3 separate regions of the Mus musculus genome follow, and regions 2 and 3 are each linked to region 1. A link is a contact called in public Hi-C data. All regions are on one chromosome and are shown on one strand. The core of a region is the stretch at or near the end of the contact, and the rest is flanking DNA. Distances in the headings are between cores, read along the strand shown. Region 1 holds the start of Eef1b2 (eukaryotic translation elongation factor 1 beta 2). Region 2 holds the start of Smarcal1 (SWI/SNF related matrix associated, actin dependent regulator of chromatin, subfamily a-like 1). Region 3 holds the start of Bard1 (BRCA1 associated RING domain 1).

Region 1 (3,623 bases), core at 780-3,279:
CTCGTAGCTTCTTTGCTTCCTCACTTTCCTGTACAGAGAAAAGATGTTTCACAAAGTTGGTTATCTTCTGCTTAAATGTAGTGACAAGGTCATCACAAAACCCACCAGATTTATCAGAAAAAGCAAATCCATCAGGAGCTCAGCCGAAAGAAGGTGATTTGATTTTATTCATCATGTACCCAGTGATAAATTTTAAAAGGCAGACAATAAAGCCACGCCAGGATCCATCCAGGGAGTGGCTATGGCATCTGTCCTCAGGCTTCTCAATATGCTTGGATAAAGATGAAGTCATACCTCCTCATCATCAGATCCAAAGAGATCAATGTCGTCATCATCCTTAGCATCTGCAGCTCCACTTCCTGTGGTGTCTTCTACACTGCTAGGGCCATACTTGCCCAAAGATTTCTTCACTCCCGGCAGGCTTGAAAACAAACATTCTGCCACATTAGGTCAGTGTCAAAGCCCTTTCTAGGCAAAACACACAATCTTCCTTTCCCAGGAACTCCCACTCTCTTCTGGTTATTTAACCTTTAGCACAATCCCAGGCAAATAACTTTACTCTTCACCCATGGGAGACATTGTATTCAGTACTCACTACGGCTTACTCTTTCAGAATGAACATCTGTTTGAGATTTCATTAAGTATGCTCACTTCCATTCTTAGTGAACTGGAATCCACTTCCCCAAACTTCCACCCTTGCTGGTAGTTTCAGAAGAATGGCCAGGGACCGAATGAGCGAGCTACCCTCACACCCCAGCGGTGGCCCCCCCAGGTCCAAAGCACATGATCAGAGAGGTGTGGGAAAGGTGAACTGCGGTTGTCCATGTTCTACCTGTTCTGTGAGAAAATGGAGGACTTCAGTCTCTTGGCCTTGTAAGGTCACAAAGAAATTCAGCTCACACTAGGTCAGCAATGCTAAAGCCAACTTTAACCCGGTCCCTACTTTGCATGTGAAAATCCAGGTAGCACAAAGATACCTTTACCTGGCCTTTTCTTTTTCATACGACTTGATGTGATTATACCAACGTAGGGCATGACACAGGTCAGCAGGTGGTGGACCAGAAACTGCTTCAAATACTGCCACGTCTGCTTGTGATGGCACGTACCTGCCAGTGACACAAAAACAAGTGCACAGACCTTTAAAAGAAAAGACACAAACACTAGCTGGTAAATGACATAGCCCATATCCGTCAAGCTAACTAGTGAGAACAATTACAGGGCTAGCCTAAGTTGCTTCTCATTGAAAGGACACAGAACATGTTTGAATCTAGGCAAGCCCAAGAACTATCTGCCACCCAGGAGAACTCATCCCACCAGACTTGCCACAGGTTTCAACTAACAAACTAACTTGTCCAAAGACGCGGAAGAACCAGCTGGACGTGGGCACACGGAGAGCAAGCATCATCTCAATTATAATGCTGGCAGCCCCTCCCGGGAGGTCCCGCTCCATTGGCATCCCGGCCCCGGGAGCACTGACTCGGCGTCCCCCAGCATCCGGAGACCCGCTTCCTTCCCGCCGAGCCCGCGCCACGTGGCCCCGGCCCCCCAGCCTCTCGGCTCCTGCTCACCCCTCAATGTAGCTCTTGTCCGCCAGGTAATCGTTGAGCACCTGGAGGCCGGCAGGGGTTTTCAGGTCTCCGAATCCCATGGCGAAGGCTGGAACGGGGAGCTGTGCAAAAGCGGAGGACGAGAGCGCCGGGAGGCCGCGGCCAGCGCTGAGGGAAAAAAAGGACCCAGAGCGTCCGGAAAACTCCTTATATAGAGACGGAGGCGTTTCCCTCCGCCGCCCCGGCTAGAGGTTAAAGGTCAAGGTCCGTTCCTAGTCTCGGTCCTCCGCGTACCACTGCGACTTGGTAACTAAAGGGCCCACAGGTCGTCCGCCGGCCTTCCCTTGTCTTTGGAAGAAAATTAATAAAGGAGGCATTTTAAAATGCCTTCGCTCCAAGGACTCCGAAACGAAGGGAAACGCCCTCTGAGGAGCCGGAGTTGAACGAAAGCGCTCGGACGCAAGGCCTCGGCTACTTCCGGCGGAACTGCAGGTCCAAGTCGTCTTCTCCGCTTCCTCCCGGGCTCGCTCTCGGAAATTGCCGAACAGGTCCGAAGACGGGGAAAAACAGTCGAATCTGTGTTTCTAGTCCCTCCTGGCTTTCCGTCCTCCAGGTCGGGCTGACAGAGGTTGCCGTGGCCGCCATATTGACTTAGCGGCCAGGGTTTTGAGGGGTCAGGGAGACCCGGACAGGTCCGCGGAACTACTCGGTGGGCTCCGGAGGAAAGGTGAGGACGCGTTGAAGTGGGCAAGTTGAAGCGCTTCGAGTGGTGTTTTCTTTTTTGGCAGGTCTGCATCCCATAGGTCAGACAAGCCGTTCTCCTCTTGCCCTTGACTGGGTACCAGCTCCTGCCCCGCCACCTCTGGAACCCGGGAGAGCCGGCAGGTGAGGGTTATGAGCCTTGGTTTCTGGTCTGATGGAGCCTAAGCCGATCAGGAGACCTTTGGGAGTCCGGGCTTGCGAGCTACTCTCTCTTTGCAGGGGAAGACAGGAGATGGCCCTGTCATCAGGAGACCGGTTCATCTCCCAGGGTCACGAGAGACTTAAACCTCAGGCATCGGTTTAGTTGCTGTCTTGAACCTGTCCACGCTACTGTTTGTTTTTGTCTAGCCCGGTGATCATGTTGGGTAGTATTTTATTCATTCCACCGACGGGGAGAACTGACAAAAACTAAAAGTTAGCTCAGTCGGAGCTGGAGGGAGAGTCAAGCGGTTAAGAGTGCCTTGCAGAGAGGATCCGAGTTCGGTTCCCACTAGCCCAGTCAGAAGACTCCCAGCTGCCATGTAACCTTATCAGGGAATTCTCCACTCTCTTTTGGACTGTGAGCACCGGCACTTAGAAGTGCACATTACCCACACACAGATAAGCACATGCACACATAAACTAAAAATGAATCTTAAAAAGTTAGCCTGGAGTCCGCTGCAGATCAGGAAGCTGCGGTGTCTTCAAGTTTGTGAGGTTCATGTCTGTAAGACCAAACAGATTTCTGGGATCCACCCCCACCCCATCACTAAATCTAATATTCTAAGCCAGCTCATCAGCGCCTTTTAGAAAGTTACTTTTATAAGATACAGCCAAGATATTAGAGCCAGGGTGTGATGATGGTACCTGTCTGTAATTCCAGAAAGGGGAGGCTGAGATGTGAGGATTGAACGGAGAACTTTGTGTGTGATTAGGTAAGGACTCTACTAACTGAGCTACATCCCTGACTTGACTGGCTATTTTTGTTCCTATTTGGTAGATACTATGTCTAAAATACATATTAGAGCTGGGAAAGATCTTAGTTGGAAATGATGCTTGCCAATCCTGACATCCTGAGTTAGATCTCCAGGACCCACATTGATGGAAAGAAAGAACTGACTTTCAAAGGGTGTCCTTTAACTTTCACAGGCACCCGCCCCACCCACCTCCTTGTGTGTTTATGGTGACACTCACGGAGTAAGTAAATGAATGTCAACAACAACAACAACAGTAAAATATATACCAATCTGGACATGGTGGTGCGTGTTGATAATTCTGCTCCTTGCTTGGGAAGTGGAGGCCTGAAGTTTAGGAGTCCAAGTTAATCCTTGACTT
Region 2 (3,623 bases), core at 490-2,989, 9.4 Mb before region 1:
AGACAGAAGACATAAAGGGTTAAGTTCAACTCAACCAACACACATCACCACCACTCAGAGCACAGCATAGTTCTGAACTTTTCTTGCCACATATTTGGAAAACACAGGTATTCATTACAGCGTAAGATCATACATTTATTCTGTACTGTGATTTCATTTACCCTAGACATTTTCCTATAGGCTGAACCAGTTTTACAATGCTCTAGATGCAGGGGCCTGAACACCAAATTCTCTGGCTGGGTCTGACTTAAGCCTTACCCAAATAGCACTACCTTATAATGTTACAGGATAGTTGAACTTGAGTTTCTAGTTAGGGTTTGGCCCAGCCCTTGACACATTCCCTCTGGCTGGAATACAGATATGCCTTTAGTACTCACCTTTGACTCCAAAACAATGAAGGTAAAGTTAGTTTGTAGGAGAAAGCACCCATGTTGAAAACGATGTCTAATTGAGTGGCAGACAAAGTGACGAGAATCAGAAAGATTTGACAGAATAGGATATGCCCAACTCTCATGAGGAACGGGAAGCCACTTAAGGGAGAGACAGACAGTGCAGGAGGAGAGAGTACAGCACAGGATACGGTAGAGTTGAGAGAAAGAGTAGAGCAGCAGAGAGGGAGGCGGAGGCAGTTTTACCGGGAGAGCTTTACAGAGACAGGCTGAAGAAAGAACAGGTCAGACACAGGTAAAGATAGAATGAGCAAGAGAATGAGAAGGAGCCAGAAGATTAGAACCAGATTCCTAGAGTTTGAGACCAAACAGAGCAATTCAGAGGCGGAGAGAAAAGCCAGACTGAATCAGTCAGCTGGGGAAAGAAGTCTGAGCCAGAACAGCTGAGTTGAACCAGCCAGCTAGAGTTCAGAAAAAACACGAAAGGGTGAGTTTATTCAGCAGCAAGTCTCAAGGGGCTGAAAACATTCAAGGCCCAGATCAGAATATAAGGAGGCTAGAAGCTTCCAGGACTAGGCCTAGGTTAGCAGATGGAGGCAGTGAGCCTCCCAGACAACTACAACAGGATAAAAGTTACTTTTATATTATAATGATTGTAACATAGGAAATACTCCAGTAGCACCGCCAGCCGTCAAAGAAAGCTCTAGACTCTTGACTTCAGAGGGTTTACATTTTAATCCTTGCTAAGACTCCCTTTAGACAAAGCACCCCAAAACATCTCCTCTCACAGATGTTACACTCAAGCCTGCCAGCCAGCAGCAATGAAAACTCTCAGCCTTGTATTCAACTAGGGTTATACCTACCAAGGCCTAGTATGCTGACTGACCCAGTTGGGGAGATGAGACCACGGAATGAGAGGTCCAACTAATAAACCATAAACCACAAATGCACACCACCACATAGACATTCCTCTTTGCTGAGACCTGGGCTTCCCTTCCCTTCCTGTGCACATCCTGGGTGCCTGAGAAAAGGGGACGCCCCGCCCCACTTTGCCTCTAGCATTTCCACTTGGATCTTCCCGTCCCCACTGCTCCCTCCTCTTGCCGTATTTGGTCTCGTCCGTCTCCAATGCTGCTACCTCCTTCGCAGCCCACTTTCTTACCTAGCGAGGCCAGTAAGGTGAGGCACCTTAGCAGAACAGCCCTAGACCAGGAGCGTCTTTCAGAGCCTTGCCTAGGCAGTTTTCGCTTCTGGTTGGACTGTTAGAGGAACTAGAATTCAAGCGCTACAATTTCACCCATCTTGGAGCGGGCCATTGGCATTTGAATGGCTCGGCCACCGTCGAACTACATTTCCCAACAGCCAGTACGGCCGCAGATCCCGGTCATAAATTGTGGGTGATAGTACACTTGGTGTAGGGCCTTCTGGGGTTTGTAGTTTGAATCGGAAAGCCTGCCCATTGGAGGTTGGTGAATTTGAGAGGCGTAACGTTGTGGGCGGGTCAAGGTGTGGTGCACCCTGGGAGTTGTAGCTCTCAGTTTCTCCAAACATTTAATCAGGCGTAAGGAAGGCTGAGCGTTCAGTGTCAGGGGTGTCTCCAGACATGTCAGACAGCCAGATTGATTTGATACTTAATAAAGATTTTCCTGGCACACCCGTTTCTAATAGTGCCGTCCTTATAAGCCCCAGCCGCTGCTGAGTATCTGCTTTCCTAGACCAAAGAGGAATTGAAATTTTTAGAGCCTCCATCAGTCAGCGTGCTGATCATTAATAGGAACTTAAGTTAATCCGAACTACAACCTATGAAACATAGACAGTAACTCATGTAACCCAGACTTGTCTAAGAACTCACCCTGTACCAGAGGATGTCTTTCCTGCCTCCACCTCCTACAGACTTGCACCATCATAAGATTATTATTATATCTTTTTTTTTTTTTCCTCAAAAGGCAGGATCTTAACATGTATCATTGGCCTAAAACTGACAGAGATCCTTCTCTGGAGTGCGATTAAAGTTGTGCACCACACACCCAGCTCCATTATCCTCATTTTATAAATGAGAAAACGGAACTAGGACTGGTCCACAATTTTCTCCAGGCTGTATTTAGCTACTTTGTTATTCTGATTCCAAAGCCCTCCCATCTATCAGATACTATCAAGGTTACTTGACTCCATTTCTGAGCACAGCATTCTTTCTGTCCTCCAATGGTTGAATATAATATTCTTCTATCATCAGCGTACACGGAAAGGTTGAAACGATTCTGTTTTCAAACAGAGCTCATTGCAAAGAGATAGATCTCTGAATACAGAGTTAATTGGGGAAATGACCAGACATTTAGGGAAATGTGATGTGTTTTTTAATAAGAAGAGACGATGAGGTGGACTGCAGTAAGATATCATGAACACAGGAGCTATCAAAATAGCAGCCCACAACAGGAGGAAGAGGAATGTTGCTAGTGTTGGCTATTCATGCCAACTCAAGGGGCAGGGGAAGGCTTTCAGTGCCTGAACTCTTGTAAAAGTATACTTTGTAAAGGTTATAAACCCTCAAGGCACACAAGTGGCCAGGCTCTGCCCTGCAGATGTCACTAGTGGTTGTACCAGTGTAGCTGGAGAGGGTTCAAGCCCCACCCTACAAGGAAAAAAAAATCCCACCAATCCTTGAGTCCCAGGCCACTCTGGAAATCCCACCCACCCTCTAGAAATCCTATATAAACCCTGCATTCTGCCCAGTCCTTTGCTGCTTCTCACTGGAGCAGAGGCAGCTGCCCTCCTGAGTTCCCACCTTCCAAGAAGTCTATTGTGGCAAGTTTGTTGTGTGGTGTGACTCTGTGGTATTCCCAACTGCCAGGATTCCTTTCCCTTCAGAGCTGTAACATTTTGGACAGAGCAGAGCTTTGGCAAAACACTTTGCCTGGAGAACTATCCCCTTCTGGAGCAGAGCTATAACACTTGCATTGGGGAATCTTTCCAGGCAGCTATAAGAACTTGTGTAGCAGAGCCTTTTTCCTTAGAGCTGCAACACTTACAGCTAGTATTTGAGGTAAATCTTATATCTTTGGTTTTCCCTACTACTCAGCATCCATTTCCTGCTTCACAGTGTGAACAGCTACTAATTAGCCAGCACCTGTCTTGCTCTTCCTATCCCCTGCAGAGACAGTTAATTTCTTAAGACCAAGTGCTGTGCCCTTCATCTTGCCTGTCACCAATTCACATGACAGTCACTTCACTCTCCAG
Region 3 (3,623 bases), core at 805-3,304, 7.9 Mb before region 1:
GTTTAAATGGACCAATCATGTGAAACCGAGCCAATTCCTCCCCCAGCCCCATCCCTTTTCTATAAAAACCCCTAGCTTCCAAGTGTCGGGGTCGAAACCACTGTCTCCTGAGTGAGATACGTTTTGAACCGGAGCTCTGCCATTATGACTCCACCATGTGGTCGACACCTCTGTCTCCTGCGGGAGATATGTGTTGGCCCGGAGCTCCGTCATTAAACTACCTCATGCTTTTACATCAAGATGGTCGTCTTTTCTTGATTCTTGGGTGCGCGCTGAACAAAAATTGAGTGGGGGTTTCCCCACTAGGTTCTTTCAGGGGCAGACACATTGGTTCAGTCCCACACTGAATTTAGCCTCAAGTTGTAGTATTCATAGGAGGCTTGAGTCAGATAATTAAGTGAAGCACTTGCGATATATAAGAGTCCAAGAACTCAAACTCTCAGCTCTATTTAGAGCTTTATATTACATGTCCACCCTGGTTCTATAAATGCTCATATAAATGTGCATGCTATGAACTGTGAGGTTAAAAGTACCTGAGAGACTCTACATTCAGGATCAGGAAAACCTTTCAAGCATTGATGTTTGAGCTGAGATCTGAAGGAGTACTGCCTAAGAGGAAAATTCCAGGTTCCAAAGTGAATCTTTGTGTAAAAGCCCAGAGGCAGCTGGACCTAGGCTTTTGATGAAGAAAAGCTCCACGGGAGAATAATGGCATGCTTTCCCAGGTTGGCATAGGCCTCATATCTCATCAAAGAAATAGCTTTAGAGTTTTATTTGTTTGTTTGTTTGTTTATTTATTTGAGATAGGGTTTGTCTTGACTGTCTCAGAACTCTGTTGACTAGGCTGGCTTTGAACTCAGAGATCCACCTGCTCTTCCCCCCCCCTCCCCCCATTTCCATGCCTCTAGTGCTGGGATTAAAGGACCTTCCAGGCCTTTCCACCTTTAGAGTTTAATCAGGGTAGTGCCAAGACTAATTTTGTGTTTGGTAATGTCTTGTATATCTTTAGTGAGGCCTAAGGATGGGAGGCAATCTAGGCAGATGTGTGGATTCCAGTAAGAAGGAACAACTTTAAGGTAAACAGAGGCAGCTGGGGCGGTTAAGCAGAGACAGAGAAATAAAAGGGGATATGCAAGAATGTGTTCATAGGTTGGAAGCTGTGGAGAGGGCGGGCTGTGCTTGCCCAGTGTTAATATTCAGATCCGCAGGAGGGTCTATGGATTTGGCTGGTAGAATACTTCTAGCATAAAGGAGGCTCTAAACTCAGTTCAGCACCATGTAAGCTGGGCGTGGTGGTGCATATCTGTAATCCCCTATCGCGCAGAGGTGGAGGATCGCAAACTGAGAAGTTCAAGGTCACCCTTAGCTTCACAGTTTAAGCTAGGTTGGCAAACAGACGCCGTTTCAAAAAAAAAAAAAAAAAAAAAATCCCCGGGGAGGGTAGACCCTCTAGCAAACAAAAACGTTTTATGCAGTTTATCATATTTTAAAAGCACACCAGAACTTCTAAGAGATGCCCTTGGTCGGATATTTACAGCTAGTTAAAAAGTGAAATTGAAACTTAGTATTTAGCGGATTCTTATATCCTACAGCAAGGAGAAAAAGAGAACTTTCTTATATAAAGGGTAGTACTTTTATTGTCATGGGAAAAGCTTGTCCAAGTTCAACAGTAGCTTGAATGCCACTCTTTGTAGATGGCTTCAGCGGCAAGCTCCTGAGGCTATGGGAGGGTTAGAATCCAACTTCTAGGTAAGCACAGTTTCAGTAAACTGAGAGGGGGTGGGAATGAAACCCATGGGGAGCCCCGCCTCTTTGAAGGCGTGGCCTGAGGCCCCGCCGCTCAGTTTCCCGCTCAGGAAGTTTGAGCGCGCTATACCCCGCCTCCTAGGGCCACAGGCCTAGGTGACTTCTCCCCACGCCTCCTCAACCCCGCGCCTTGGCACTTTGGTTTCCGCGGTCCGCCCTACACCTCCTGAGGGCGTGGCCTCTCAAGCCTCGCCTCTCCATTTCCGGAACTTGGACCGCATTACTAAAGCCCCGCCCTCAGGCCTTGAGGGCGTGGCCTAAAGCCGGGTCCTTCCATCTCTGAGTTTTACCGCGTTTCAGCCTCCGAGCCGGAGGCGTCCGACCAATTCAGAGACTCCGCACGCAGCAGGATCCGGCGGTGACCAGCGGGGTGCGGCGCTAGAGCAAACCTGACCTCCCCTCCTCTGTGGGAATGCCACGCCGGCCGCCGAGGGTCTGCTCTGGGAACCAGCCTGCTCCCGTGCCCGCCATGGAGCCGGCTACCGACGGGCTTTGGGCCCACAGCCGCGCGGCGCTTGCCCGCCTGGAGAAGCTGCTGCGCTGCTCCCGCTGGTAAGGACCGGCCTGGCGACCTAGTGTCGTCTGTCCCTCCGTGTCCCACTCCTGAGTTTTCTGAGTGGCTTCCCAGCCACCTGCAACGAAGATGACTCAAACGGCACTTTTCGAATTTTCGCGGGAGAACTGCCTTCGGGGCGTGGCTCAAAGCGCAGCTCGTTGGTCACTCCCCGAAGGTGACGCTCGGAGCTGAGCCGAGCTAGTGCTGCTGGGGTCCTGGAGTTCGGTCCTCTGGGAGCGTGGTCCCGTGGTTGCGTGCGGGGCACAACAGCCCCTGTGAGGCTGACCTTTTGGTCCTTTCTCTAGTAGCAGGCTCGGCGTGGGGAATGGGAGGCTAGGGACCTGGTGACCGGTAGTTTGGCGATGGCAGTTTGTTGAGCATCGCAATTTTAACTTAGTTAGATTATGGCCCTGTACCACTGATCCTCCAACATGCCCTCTCTTGGATTTTATTCAGTCTGAAATGCACTCCTAAGTGGTACTTTCTTACCTGAGGCTGTTTATCGAATACTACCAAGAAATATACTTCTTTCCCCTTTTTTCTCTTTGGCAGTAGCGAATGTTAAGCCTTCAGTCTTTACTACAAATACAGTGTTAACTGCAACTTTTTTTTTTTTTTTTAAAGTTAACTGGCAACAAACTTTGCACTTACGTTAAATTATTCTTTTTTTTTTTTTTTTTTTTTTTTTTTTACAAACTCTTAGTATTTGAAAGAATGGCATTGTATTTCTTAGGAGAGTGGCGATTCTGTTAACATGAACACGTTCTGAGTTCTGCTTGTGTTTTCCTAAAGCATACGGATCATCCTGGGTGTAGACATACATCGGAAACTCAACTTCTAGTTGCAGTAGCAGGCCAGTGATGACGCACATGTTGGATCTCAATCTGTGGGTCGCGACCACTGGGACACACATTTAGGTCTTAGGAACGGAGACCCAGCTTAGTAGCAAAATTACAGTTATGAAGTAGCAAAGAAAAGAATGGTATGGTTTAGGGTCACCACAACGTTTGGAACTATATTGAAGGGGTTGTAGCATCAGGGAAGGTTGAGACCCAACCACTGCTTTAAATAGTTGAACCACAGTTAAACTCAGATGGAAACACATATTCTTCCACTTAGAATGTGTCAGACCACATGAGTTCAGGTTCCAGCCACATCTTTGGTCTTCTCTGTACCTCAGTAATAATGGTTTGCTCATTCACATATTAATTTGCTAATATTGAGATTTGATAATAAACATGTAATGAATACATACCAAACA

What was found. A called contact is a pair of places that touch in the nucleus more often than the background predicts.
Region 2: a contact with region 1 is called in a Hi-C map of CD4 T cells, with 4 times the contacts expected there. The contact joins the promoter of Smarcal1 here to the promoter of Eef1b2 in region 1. A contact is called at or near these places in 1 of 39 promoter capture datasets (pre-B cells) and 1 of 484 Hi-C or Micro-C datasets (CD4 T cells).
Region 3: a contact with region 1 is called in a Hi-C map of pre-B cells, with 7 times the contacts expected there. The contact joins the promoter of Bard1 here to the promoter of Eef1b2 in region 1. A contact is called at or near these places in 1 of 39 promoter capture datasets (pre-B cells) and 1 of 484 Hi-C or Micro-C datasets (pre-B cells).

What each region holds. Positions count from the first base shown.
Region 1 is chr1:63,175,237-63,178,859 of GRCm38.p6, reverse strand. It overlaps Eef1b2 (eukaryotic translation elongation factor 1 beta 2), which reads right to left and starts at 2,029. Exons shown (of 6, transcript NM_018796.3): 1 at 1,569-2,029; 2 at 984-1,106; 3 at 295-421; 4 at 1-28. The coding sequence starts at 1,648. Ndufs1 (NADH:ubiquinone oxidoreductase core subunit S1) reads left to right here and starts at 2,038. Exons shown (of 19, transcript NM_145518.2): 1 at 2,038-2,274. It overlaps Gm26457 (a small nucleolar RNA gene), which reads right to left and starts at 183; the gene lies at 106-183.
Region 2 is chr1:72,581,367-72,584,989 of GRCm38.p6, reverse strand. It overlaps Smarcal1 (SWI/SNF related matrix associated, actin dependent regulator of chromatin, subfamily a-like 1), which reads right to left and starts at 1,739. Exons shown (of 17, transcript NM_018817.2): 1 at 1,552-1,739.
Region 3 is chr1:71,101,403-71,105,025 of GRCm38.p6, reverse strand. Bard1 (BRCA1 associated RING domain 1) reads left to right here and starts at 2,054. Exons shown (of 11, transcript NM_007525.3): 1 at 2,054-2,358. The coding sequence starts at 2,219.